Regions from separate parts of the Mus musculus genome. Here region 2 is linked to region 1. A link is a contact called in public Micro-C data. All regions are on one chromosome and are shown on one strand. Each heading gives the region's core, a stretch centred on a gene start, on an enhancer-like site or on the middle of the called end of the contact. The rest is flanking DNA. Distances are from core to core; before and after follow the strand shown.

What was found. Hi-C and Micro-C count contacts between places; a contact is called where the count stands out from the background.
Region 2: a contact with region 1 is called in a Micro-C map of embryonic stem cells, with 7 times the contacts expected there. The contact joins the promoter of E2f7 here to the promoter of Osbpl8 in region 1. A contact is called at or near these places in 1 of 39 promoter capture datasets (neural stem cells), 5 of 484 Hi-C or Micro-C datasets (CD4 T cells and embryonic stem cells), 7 of 115 datasets of contacts at active chromatin or transcription factors (effector CD8 T cells, embryonic stem cells, extraembryonic endoderm stem cells and 3 more) and 2 of 9 other capture datasets (adipose tissue and embryonic stem cells).

What each region holds. Positions count from the first base shown.
Region 1 is chr10:111,161,657-111,168,289 of GRCm38.p6, forward strand. It overlaps Osbpl8 (oxysterol binding protein-like 8), which reads left to right and starts at 3,146. Exons shown (of 24, transcript NM_175489.3): 1 at 3,146-3,540.
Region 2 is chr10:110,740,139-110,746,722 of GRCm38.p6, forward strand. E2f7 (E2F transcription factor 7) reads left to right here and starts at 5,301. Exons shown (of 13, transcript NM_178609.5): 1 at 5,301-5,541; 2 at 6,194-6,286. The coding sequence starts at 6,194.

The sequences.
Region 1 (6,633 bases), core at 1,896-4,395:
GAGACTCTCTTAGGTATGTCTAGATTTGTGTCAGGCTGACAAAAACTATGATACCCTAGATGGGGCTGGATTTGAAGTTCCAATCCACCTGCCTCAGCCTCCTCAGTAGCTAAGATTACAAGTCTGTGCATTGTTTTGATTGTGGTTATGATATTTATTCTAGTCAGCTGTGATATATGTCAGAATCACTAATTATTCATGACAAATTTTAGCATTGAGATATGGAAGTGCTTGAAAGAGGTACTTACATTTGCTTTCCAACAGCTTCTTTACTTTCAATTACTTGCATTCAATTTGAAAAAAAAGATTTTATTTTCACTTATGTGTTTGTGAGTACAGGTAACCGTGGAGTCCAGTCGTGGGTATAGGATCTCTGGGGGTTAGAGTTGCAGGAGGTTGTGAGCTACCCAGTATGGGTGCTGAGTTCTGGTTCTCTCGAAGAGCAGTAGGTGCTCTTAACCATTAATTCACATCTCTAGCCTTAAAAAATTAAAAACCCACATTTATTTTATGTGTATATGCATGTGTGTGTGTGTGTGTGTGTGTGTGTTGGTGTAAAACAACTTATGGGCGTAGACTCCCCCCTAGTAGGTCCCAGTGATCAAACTCAGGTCTTTAGCCTAGTCACTATGTGACTTAAACTCTTGAGACCCTCCTAGTTCACCTCACTTTCTTTTCTTTTTTCTCTTTTTAAGTGAAACTAAAAAGCTACAACTAGTCTGTCAGGAATCTGTGTAATCCTTAGTATACGGATGGGGGTGGGGTGGGGTGGGGTGGGGTGGGGAAGCTACCACTCCTTAATGAGTTTGTAGTCAAAAGCCCGACTCTTATCAGAACTGGCGGTACAGTAATTTATCTAGATACATATCTAATTAGCTACGTCTCTAATGTAGGTCTCTTTATTGCTCATACCCTCTTTTACACTGCAGAAATGGCCAGATTTTCAAAGGCCAATTGAAGAAATTGGGGCTGAGGCAGAAGGGAATTAGGCAAAGCAATTTGCCGCCTCCTTTGTTGCAATCTTCAATTTCAATTCTCAGGGTGAAAGCAAAGGAAACAGCCAAACAGCCAAGAAGGTATATTTTTCTTGTTATCTAATATTCTAGGAAAATTGTTTAAATATATTTAACTGCAGGTCACAGTAAGAAATACAATTTAAATAACAACAAGGGACATACTTTTACCCTGATTATTTGTTTTTAAATACAGGGTCTCTCTAGGAGTCTATGTAGTCCTGAACTTGCTATGTAGAAAGAACAGTCTGGTCTTAAACTCTACAGAGATGGGCTGTTATGGCCAGCTACTCACAAGGTAACTTTTAAAAAAGATTTATTTTATGTGTACGGGTGTTTTGCTTGCATGTGCATGCCCTGTGCCTGAGGGGGTCAGAAGAGGTGGGATTTCCTGGACCCACCAGCCAGCACATGGGTGCTGGGAATAGAAACCAGGACCTGCAAGAACAGGTACTCTTGACTGCCTCATCTCTCCAGCCTCCCACGAACTGATTATTGCTTGGTTTAGATATTATGCATTCTTATCTTTTAGATTATATCTCATTAAAACCCAATTCATTAAAAAATGACATTGGCTTTTGTTAGTCTGAAAAAAACAGCATTGCTTCAGATAAGTGACATTTCAATCTGCTGATAAACTGGAACGTTACCGCCATCACATAACAATGTTTCCTGCCTTGCACTGCCTCAGCACTCAGAAAGGAGAGAGCCAGGCAGCTCTCTGTGAGTTTGAGACCAGCATAGCCTACAGAAGGAGTTCCAGGACATCTAGGGTTACACAGAGAAACCCTGTCTCTTTGAAAAACAAAACAAAACAAAACAATCAAGCAAGAAAAACAAACAAAACAAGAAAACAATAAACTTCCCTTATGTTTATGTAAAATACAAATATAATTTCTTAGGTTTCTTAACAGAAGAATGTGGCAGAATCTTTCCCTCATTGGAACAGTCCTTCATGACAAAATCTAATTGTTTTTCAAATGTTAACATAGCTGCATCAAGATGTGTTTTAAAGATCAGCGGCCTGGCATTATTTAACTGAGCAGTAAATTGCTCTTTCTTTGGGCAACAAAATGGCCACGTCTGCAAATTTTTTAGAGCTGCTATGAAATACATCAGTAACAGGCAGAATCCTATGGCCTACTTAAGTATCCAAACGATCAGAATGTCATCTGATTTCCTGTCAAGAAATGTAATGGAAATTGTGTAAAGTTAAAAAAAAAATTCTTGGTTCCAGAGTAGAAGGATAAAGGAATAAGGAATTGAATTTTTATCGTAGAGAATGGCCTTGTTAGAGGCAGCTCATTCCTCCTTCTGCACTGTTAGGTCGCTTTTCTCTTCTTCTGTATTGTAACTGGCTTTCTTCCAGTGATGAGTTCTGCCCCTTTCCTCTCCACAGGATGGGGAGGGATTTCTGGGGTCATGGTTAAAAAAACAAAAAACAAAAAAAGCCAAGAGTTGAGGTACAAAACAACAACAACAACAACAAAATCCGAAGAGTTAAATTAGGCTTTCTGTTCAAATTGAGAGGTACTATCAACTTGCCACGTCGCTAAAACCGTCACCAACCTCACTGTAAAACTTCATGACTGTAAAAGCTGGCACCCAGGATTCTGAACATGACTAGGAACAATAACAAGAAAGCCTGCTAGGCTATTTTCATCCCAGCGTGACTGAAGTCTACATCTCAAACCTCCTGTGAGGCCAACAGCTAATGAGACACCACAGTGAACGTGTCATTGGAACTTAGGCAGCAGGGACTCCTGGCTGCTTCTCAAGCCCCAATTTCTCCTGGCAGCCTCCTCTGTGGGCCCGGCCAGAGGTCGGGAGGCGGGTCCTGCCCAGCGAGCACTTCAGAGACCTGCGGGTAGCCGGCCCTCCACCCCAGGGCTTCCTGAGAGGGAACCTCGAGGGCGGGGAGGGGAGCGGAGGGGAGGTGACATGACAGCTCGCCATCACCACGAGCTGCCAGCAGCTGCCTCTGCGCGCCCGCCCAGCAGAAGCTACCCGGGGACCGCCTCCTTGCGGCGTCACGTGACGGGAAGGGGGCGTGGCCCAGGCCCGGGCTGGGGGCGGGGCTGCGAGAGGGGCGGGCCTTGGGATGTGAAGGCTGGTGGCGGCTCGCGGCGCCCAGAAAGGCGGTGTCAGGGCGGATGACAGCATTCTGCTGCGACGCGCTCCCAGCTGGGCGGCGGTGGTAGCGGCAGCGGCAGCGGCAGCGGCAGCCGGGGCGGCAGCGGCGTTCGACTCGGCCACCGCCGAGAGCGGTAGCGGTAGAGAAGGAAGAGGTTCCGCCCTGGCCCGCGGGCGGAGGAGCCCGAGTTCGCTCGCCGCTCCGGGCCGAGCCCCCGCCGCGGCTCGCCTGTGCTCTCCGTCCGGGCTGGCTCTCAGTTCCCGCGGGCGACCGCAGCCGAGAGAAGTTGAGGAGGGGGGGTCCCACCGGACACTAAGGCCCCGGACTCCGGCGTCCCTGTGATCCCACGGAAGCCTGCTCCCTGCGGGCCGCCTCCTCTGGGGCTCCGCATCGGTGAGTGGCGCTCAGCCCGGTGTTGGGGAGCAGCGGAGTCGTGCCTTTTGGGGTGACTGTAGTCCCTCAGTCCTACGTTCTGAGCTCGGGCTGTGGGCACTCGTGGGTACCCCGCGCCGCGAGTTCCCCTCCTGCCTCTCCTTTGTCCCTTCTGAGAGGGAGATTGGCAGGGCTGGCGGGGGTGGCGTGTTTTTTGGGGCCCGCGGTAGGTGCGTCTGCAGCGGTACAAAGCCCAGTGGGGACCTGGGATGGGGGCGGGGGCGGCTCGGCGGCGTTCCGGGTCCCGAGTGTGTCTGCCCCTCCCGAAGTTTGACAGGGCGACGCCGGGGCTCGCCGGAAGCCCCCCGCGCAGGGGGTGAAAACCTGGCGCTTTGTCGCCCCGGGCGGTTAAGGCAAGGCTTGGGGTTTTCCTGTGACAGCCCCTGAAGAGGTTGTGCCGCTCGCAGGCGGACCGCACCCGCCTTTGCAGAGACTGTCGCGGTGTTCCTTAAACCTCAGCTCCGTTGGCCTTCTTGCCACACTGGAGAAAAGGCGGTGTCTTCGTTGCACTTTTTTTTTTTTTTTTTTTACGTTTTGTTTGCGGCTAAGCTGTGGAGAGTGTAATCAGGTTCCAGGGAGTTTCATATGGAGCATGCTTTTGCTTCATTGAGCAACCCACTCAAGACCGGCTGATGCGAAGCAACAGTAGATGCAGATTTTCCATTCACTAAAGTCATTTAACACTTCTTTGTGAGCGACATCTGCGTCGTGAAACATAACCTAATTTCATTTTAACTAAATGCCGTCTGAAATAAGTTAACTTGGGTTCGTCTCTAAACAGATGGGAACACTTATCTGACGATAGCATATCTGCTTTCAATAACTTAATGAAGTTTGTGCCTTTTTGCTGCTGGAAGACTTAAGTAACAGTAGTATTAGAATACCTTGGGTTAGCAGGGAATTCTTCAAAGTAATTTCACTGTAAACAACCTCAAATTAGTGCAGCCCCAAATTAGTGCAATTAAAGGTCTTTCAAGATAACCATTTAAAATAGTTTTTGCCTCTTGAAGAATTCCAGAGAACAATTGAGGTATAGGTAAATTGCTTGTTACGCTCTCTCTTCCCCTGGGGTTTCATCTAAATTTGATCATGCCGAGAGACTGGGATCAGTTGCTGTGCTTGCTAGAACCTGTTTTGCAGTGAGATTATTAAAATGCTGGTTTTATAAAAACAGGTTTTATAAAAGGAAGGGAAAGGCCATGCAATTTAAAATGCACTCTATTAAAAGACCAACTAATTTCTAACATGTTGCTCTTTCTTTTGGGTAGCAAGTATGTACTCTGTCTTTTGGTAGCAAGAATGACTGCAGTGTGCTTGTTCAAAGTGTTAGCAAAGGGGATAGATGAAATTTAAGACCTTCCTAAAGCTCTTTAATTATGGAGATTACGTTGTTGCGGTCAAATTCCATGTGAACAGTTTGAGCCCCAGAGATCACAGAGGTGCCTAGAAATGCTGTTTAATTAAACCTGGACATGGTTTGCTCCTTGCATTGAGTTGTGCTCATTACTGAATGTGTGGTCTGTGCAAATGGTCTGTCTGTTCATTTAGAATTGTCATTTTTATGTGTTGCTTTTCTTTTCTGAGATAGGGTTTTGCTGTGTTGCCTAGCTGGCCATGGTATTCATTATGTAGCTCCGGCATGGCAAAATCCTCCTGCCTCAGCCTCCCGACTTCCACATGTATTCCACTGTGCCTAGCTTTTGTTACATTTTTGGAGCTAAGAAATGTTTCTTAACACATTCATAAGATTTAGATATTTGGTAAAATGGTTTTTGCTTCTGAATTCACTTTGGAATTGAGAGTTAAAAATATGCTTTGGAGATACCCATGCAATCCTTTGAAAAGATGTTTTCTTTCATCTTACTTTGGAAATAGTGGTACAATTATGACTTACATAATGTGCCATTACACAAAGATGTTTGTTTTTAAAGGACAAATTGCAAGTTTTAGCTAAACATTGAGTGGTCTTAGTATATTTCAATCTGGTTTGGGTAATTACTAATCCATCAACGATCGATAACCTAGACAAGGAATTGATATTTAGATGTTTTGTAATATTATTCTTGAAAACATTTACATTATGGCAATAAGTGTCATGTTTTGATATTCTTATATCCAAAGTTGTAAACATGAATAACAGTAATCTTTGCATGCCAGACAGTCAAACAAAACAAAACAAAACAAAAACCAACAATGAATAACAATAATCTTGGGTTGTCAGGCAATCAAAAGAATGAGATAAGATCATACCTTATTCTTATAAATATGATCTGTAAATGAGCCATAAGTACAGCCTAGAGCTTCTGAGACGCTGGGTGTGGCATTTGCTGGTGATCCTGCTCTTGGGAGATAGGGAAAGGAGGGTTACCTTGAGTTTATAGCTAACCTTGAGATCCTGTAACAAAACCAAAAACCAAAAAAAAAACAAACAAACAAAAACACCCCCCCAAAAACCCAACCAACCAACCAACCAACAAACATCCAAAGGGGGGCGGGGGAGGGGGGGAATCCGGAAACCTCGGAGAACAGTTGAATGTAGGTGGCTGATGGAAAGGAGATAGAAGTTCTTAACTGCAGCATTGTGGTTGAAGTAGGTTCCCTGGGTGTGGGACCCTAGGAAAATAAGAGAGCTACTGGAAGATTTCCTGGCGGTATGTGCTAACAGGTTTTAGGCTTTTACCTTTACTGCACACTCTCACAAAAGCATGCAATCAGATAGACTCTAGAAGACACAATTATAGGGAAGAAGTCCTTAACCTGGAACTCCATCCTTCTAAGTTTACCTGTGTAGTCCTAGGTGATGTGTACTTGCCACAAAAGCAATAATGCGTTTTGTTTACCAGTCAGTGAAAACTCTCCCAGTATAGCAACCATCCATATTGTTCATCAATTACTGTATGAAGACAACAACAACAACAGCAACAAAACCCAAAAAAACAAACCTGTAGTTCCACCCATGTGACTGGAGAACAAGAGGAGTATGTGGTAGTGCCACTCAGAGTAGATACAAGTAGTGAGATGATGAAGGGAAGAAGCCCTTTAATCTGGGCACTT
Region 2 (6,584 bases), core at 4,051-6,550, 420 kb before region 1:
CACCCAACTCCAAAGTCATCCAGTCTAGATCTCGGGGTTTTCAGCACAATCTCCTCCCATCCCTCTGAGTACACAGCGACACACATAGATGCACACAGAATCACACCCAGTATCTTTCCACATACTGAGAGTGCAACTCCTATTTCTAAGAAAACTGGCCCTGCTCCGTTGTGCTAATGGTTCTGGGAGTCTGTGGATGACAACAAATGAATTCCTCTGTTCCCTATGGGACAGGCACTCACAGTTTGGGCACCTCCCTTGGAACAGCTGGACATCTAGATGTCATGAGAGTCATCCTTCACTGTTATTTTCTTTGTACTGTCAGGAACTAGTCAGGGACTCATGGCCCCTGTTTTGCTCAGAATCTGTCAAAAACAAATGTTTACCTTCTCTGACCTGCTTCTAGTTACAGAAGCTAAGGCACCAAGTTCTTGGGTCTATGAATGGCTGATGATAAGGGTCTTTTTTTTTTTTTTAAGACAGGTTTTCACTATGTAGCCCAGCAAACCTGGAACTTACTGTGTTAATCAGGCTTGCCTCTGCCTTCCAAGTCCTAGGATTAAGGACATGAGGTAACATGCCCAGCTCAGAGGCCATTCGAAACAGCAACTCTCAATTTAAGAGAAACAATTTGCCTGGTCTGGTGATAAAGGTCTGTAACTCAGCTGCCACAGAGGCTGAAAGAGAAAGGCCACCATTTCAAGAAACCAGGGATATAGAGTGAGTTCTTGTTCAACTTAGCAAGATCCTGTCCCAAAATTAAAATGGAGAAATGGCTCTGCAACTAGGAATGCTGGCTACACTTCTAAAGGACCCAAGTTCAATCCCAGCCCCCACACGGTAGCTCATAACCACCTGGAACCAGCAAGTCTGACTGATGCCTCTTCTAGACTCTGCAGGCATCAGGCACACAAGTGGTGCAGAAATATACATACAAGCAAAAACACTCTTACACATAAAATAAAATAAATAGTAAACGAATATTAAATGTCAGAAATGAAAGGTTGGTGATAGAGCTCTGTAGTGGCGTATTTGTTCAGCTCGAACAAAAAGCTAGCTCCTTTCACACTGCTCTATCTAGTACAGGGGATTAAACCCACAACCACTCAACTCCAGTCATCCAGGCTAGATCTAGGGGGTTTCAGTACAATCTCCTCCATCCATCCTTCAATGAGTACACAGCAGCACACATAGATGCACATACAAACACACCAAGTGTCTTCCACTATCACAATCTGGCTATTATTCAGTTCCATTAAGTTAGGCTTGCGAACTGGCAGGATGCAAAGCCAATTCCCTCTGTTACCTGAAACCTGCAACTGTACGTTGGAGCAGAGATGTCACATTAAGAGCAATTGATTCCCATTGCTCACGGTAGTGAAAGAAGAGAAAAATATCATACATTGACTGGACCACCCCGGCCATCTTGCTCTAGAGTTGACTCTCGTGAATTTTATTTCACTATAGTGTATTCTTTCCATATAATGTGATTTAATACTGTGTCTCTGGAAATCTTGGTGTTCAGAATCCCGAAGGAAACAAAACAAAAGCAAACAACCCAGCAAAACCCAAAAATGGTAAGTTTTCAGGTTTGGGGAGAATGCAGTGGTTCTCAACCTGTGGGTTGAACAACTGTTCTACAGAGATCACCTAAGACCATTGGGAAATACAGATACTTACATTATGATTCATAACAATAGCAAATAGTACATCACAGAGTAGCAATGAAAATAACTCTATGTTTGGGGGTCAGCACAAATGAGGAACTGTATTAACGGGGTGCAGCATTAGGAAGGTCGGGAAGCCCTGGAATAGACTACATTGCATGAGGGAGGAATGTTGGGCATCGTCTGGAGCAATTCTTCTATGCACAGCTCTTGCAGCCCTCCTGCCTCTCACAACTCTCCTCACCCATCAAAGGCTTTTTCATTCACAACCACAACTCTTTCATCCTTGGAACAGAGAGACCTCCAAACCTCTGCATCTGCTTCAGAGCACATCGGCCTAACCCTAGATCTCACTGATAGGATCGTGGGTCCTCTGCTGAGCCACAGACTCAGAAGAACCCACAGGAACCAACGAGGAAACACATACATCTGGCACGATTCGAAACCCAAGCACTGGGCGTTTTAAAAAGCTCAGTACTCAACACAAGATCCAGCGGACAGGGAATACTTAGGTGTGGGGCTCAAGTACTGAAATGTTCAAGCACCTCCTGAAATAGATGCTAAAGCACACACAAGGTTGAAAACTACAAGCTCGAGATAGCACATCATGGCTATTTGGGGACTGATGCTAAAATTCGTGATTGTAGGACACTCTAGTCCGTGACTTTTCAAAGGGCATGAAATCTGATGTGGCAGTTTTTTATCCAGACGATAACTTTCTGACAGGAAATCGGATGTGTCTGCTTCTAAAGTGGTCCCAGGTTCTCCTGGTGAGAGGTAAGAGTGTGTATCTTCTCTCCTGGAATATGGATGAACTTTGGCCCACTGCATCTGAAAAGGAATTGATGGTCTCCTCCTTCTTAGGCTTATGATAGGCTATCCACTTTACCAGCTGAGACTCATTTTAGAGCCCCAAGGGCACCCAACAGAGACGTCCGACTTCCTGGAGCTCCCACGCTTCAGGGGAGATCAGGAGATCAGGACCCACGCAGAAGCTAAACGCAGGGGCTGCCACAGCTATTTCCCATCTGGTCATCCAAGACACTGGTAGGGTGAGAATTCTCAAACTTAAAAGGATCCACTTAGTAACTGTTAGAACACTATCGCTCTGAGCACGTCAATCAAACTATAACGTTTCCAATTGTTCTCCAGACTTAAGGTCATTCTTACTTAAACGTACAAATCTAAAATTACGTATCCAGTTCTTCTTAACTCAAAAGATGCCACACTTGAATGGAAACTGATAGAAAAATAAAATAAAAAAAAAGGTCATTGACACGAAACTGTAATCTCAATGAAAGAAGCACATAGTTTTGAAATGTCAGAGAAATGAATGGACTTTGTTGCTTTAATTTGGGTGTATGGGTTTTGAATGGTACCTCCTGAAGATGTCTATCCATGTAATACACTCTGAAACCCATGGGCATGATCATATTTAGATGACTTTCTAAATTTATATAGTAAATATAAGTATTTGTATAATATTTATATATGTTATATGTATAAACTTCTGTGGGTTTTTTTTTTTTAAGACAGTCATTTTGTGGTAAATCTATTGTAGCAGCCACAGAAAACCACCACAGTCATAAGTCATGCATCTCTTCATCTAAATTCTCTGGATCTGCGTGATGAAAAAAAAAAAAGTAAGTTTCAGTTTTTCTCTTTTCATGTCCCTATGGTTCTCTAACCATTTAGAAGATAGATTTTAGTTCCAATTTTTCTTTTGGTGTGTGTGTGTGTGTGTGTGTGTGTGTGTGTGTGTGAGAGAGAGAGAGAGAGAGAGAGAGAGAGAGAGAGAGACATGTAATTGCCAATGTGAAGACCAGAGCAGATGCTAGATGTCTTTTTTCAATAGCTCTACACATTATATTTACTCATCAGTTCATTAACTCATTCCTTTGAAATAGGGACTGTCACTGACCTAGGATAGCTTGACTGGCCAATGACCTTCTCGAAGCAGTGGGTCTCCGCAGCCTGGGTTACAGACTACCTCACCCCCAGCTTTGAAAATGGGTGCTGGGAATCCCAACTCCGTCCTCCTGCTTGTTGAGCAAGCACTTTACTGATTAAGCCATCTCTCCAACCCCATACCTCTGGTTTTTGACACGGGGGTCTTTCCTTTATCTGGAGCTTATTAAACAGGCTAGTCCGCAAGCCCCAGGGATCGGTCTGTGCCTGCTGGTGCTGCAAGCACAGGCACCTCCACACCAGCATGGGCACCAGAGGTCCAACTCTGATCCTTCAAGCACTTTATTGGCTGAGCTATCCCTATAGTCTTCAAATTGTTATTTGCCATAGACATACTTTTTTTTTAAGCTACTATTGTTTATTTGTTCATGCGGATTGTTTTACATGCGTTCTGGTCTTTTCTAAGGTATAGTCCGGTAGCCATTTTCAGGCTGAATGTACCAGCAGACTGGAGTAAAAACCGAAGGACTTGAGTAAATATTTTGAATTCTTCTGATGGCTCATTGTACATTTTTGAGAGCTGAGAGGTGAAGGGTGGGGCCTTTGCACGGAACGGCTAAGACGGGGTAATGAGAATGATAGTTTTGCGTTGAAGTGGGGAAATACTCGTGGGCATGTGTTAAAGAGGCCGTTATAAATCCCAGCTGAGGGCACCCTACAAAATAACAGTACTCGGGGAAAATCTGGGGATCAACCCAAGAAACTGAACCAGGAGCTTAGGAGAGATGAACAAAAGCGATGTCCTCCAACAGGAAATAAAAAAGCATTTGGTAAAAAGAAAACCTGAATAAATAGTGACTTAAACAAGTGCTTTGTACTTACATAAGTGGCTGAAACTGGGTACTAGATGTGAGTGAACTCTTTTAAAGTATCTTTTCAGTTTTTTGTGCAAATCCAAAACGGTTCTAAACAAGAGTTTCTCAAGAGGGGCCTAAAATAGCAGTCTTTCCTTAGGTTCATATTTTAAATAAGAATCCGAAGGAAGTGAAAGGTCTAATAGAAATCAGTAATATTCCAGAGATATTCTTGACTGTTCCCCCATCCCCCAAGCTAGTCCTTACTAGAAACTGTCTAATAACACATTCTCGACCATCTCTAATGCTCTGGAGAGGGAACACCAGGAAACCTTTTGCAAAACCCCCTTTGGTGCGGCTGCCGGGGTTGTTCCCAGGGCTAACGGGCGTGCCATCTGCTCGCAGCCCAGGTGCTAACCAGGGTTCACGTGTCACCTGGCGGCGCCGGGTGCTAGGGAGCCGCCCTGGCAGGTCCCGGCAACTCGGCTCCCGCAGGTTGCTGGGGGCAGGGCGGCGTCCGCAGCATCCCGCGCGTGCGGATCGTTTCCCCGGCTCCATCTGCTGCGCTGGGGGCCGGCGTGGGTCGGTCCCCCACAACAAAAGGGCGCCCCGCGGAGAGCGCGCCGGCCCGCGCCGCCCCGCCCCGGCTTCCCGCGTCCGCGCCCGCGTCCCCGCGGGAAACGCTCCCGCGTCACCGCCTCCAGGTACCCGGAAGGGGGAGGGGGCGAGGCGACAACAATCCGGCGGGCGGGCGAAGGGGAGGAAAGGCGCGGCGCCGAGCGCCAAGACAGCGAGGGGCGGGGCTTCGGGCCGTGCCGCCGCGCCATTGGTCGGCACCGCCCCGCCGGCCGCCGCGCATTGGTGAATGCTCAAATTCAGTCTCAAGGCGCCAGAGGAGGTGTTTTAGCGGGGACCGCGATCCAGGGCTGGAGCTTGGCTTAGGCGGGTAGGAGACGCTGTCGCTACGCGGACACCGCGGGTGGAGCGGAGGATCTGCGAGCCTTGCCCTGCCCTGCCCATGTCGCCAGCCGGCCGCTGAGATCTACACGCTCTGCCCGCTCACGCGTGCGGCTGCGGACGTCCCCGGAGAGACCCTCCATCGCGCAGCGACAGTAAGGAAGCGTGCGGCCCCCTCGGATGGGGAGGCGGGAATGCGGAGACGGGTTACCCGCCGCCCTGGATGCCGTCCCACAGGCCCCGGGTCCGAGTGCCCCCTGGGGTTGTGCTGGCTGCAGCGCTAGGTGAAGGAGGCTGGTCCCCACTACCACCTACCCCCACGATTTAGGGGTCCCCTGGGAAGAGTTTCACTTGGGGTGTGCTTAGATGCCTAGGGAGGGGCTGAGCGCTTCCCGCATGGGTTGGTCTCTAGATCAGGTTTCAGTCTACCCCCTAGATCAAACCCACTCAAAGTTGAATTCCTCCCGGTTCTTTGCGCCAAAATTAACTGACCTGGGAGACCCTGTAACTTTCTTGGCATTTGCCTAACACCTTCCTTCCTTGGTAACTATTTTGCCTGTTGCTTTTCATAAAGGATTGCAGTTTTGTTCAGTTTTTTCGTCTTCCCAGATTTCCAGTGATTCCTAAGTATATTTTAAGTGTTTGTCCGTGTGAGTTTTAATGAGGAATGGAGGGTGTCTTCATTCTTGGAAAATTCCAGGAATGCTGTAGGAAGGGAAAGTTGATGTTCACAAGTGGCATTTTGTCGTTGTTGTTGTAGGGGGAAATAAATGTAAAATCATTTTCTGATATAGTTGTGTGTTCCAGATGGAGGTGAATTGTTTAACACTAAAAGACTTGATCAGCCCCAGGCAGACCAGACTAGATTTTGCCATTGAAGATGCAGAGAACGCACAAAAGGTAAGCACAAATAAATACTTTATAGTCTCCAGCATGTTTTGGATGGTGATGCCTAGCTTTCGTCTCGTATACAGCATAATTGTGATGGCCGTTATAGAGGAGTTTTTAGAGAATGGGGCCATTGCGACCTTTGTTTCGGCTCCTCTTAAGTCATTAGTGTTGGAACCAGCTTCTGAAGCCAAAGGTGCATTCTGGATGCAGTGATCAGAAGTTTGTGATGCCTAGAGATCCCAAGGGCAGTTGAATTAATGTTGGAAGAAATTAGAAAGCGTTAATTCCCTGGAACAGGATTTTGTTG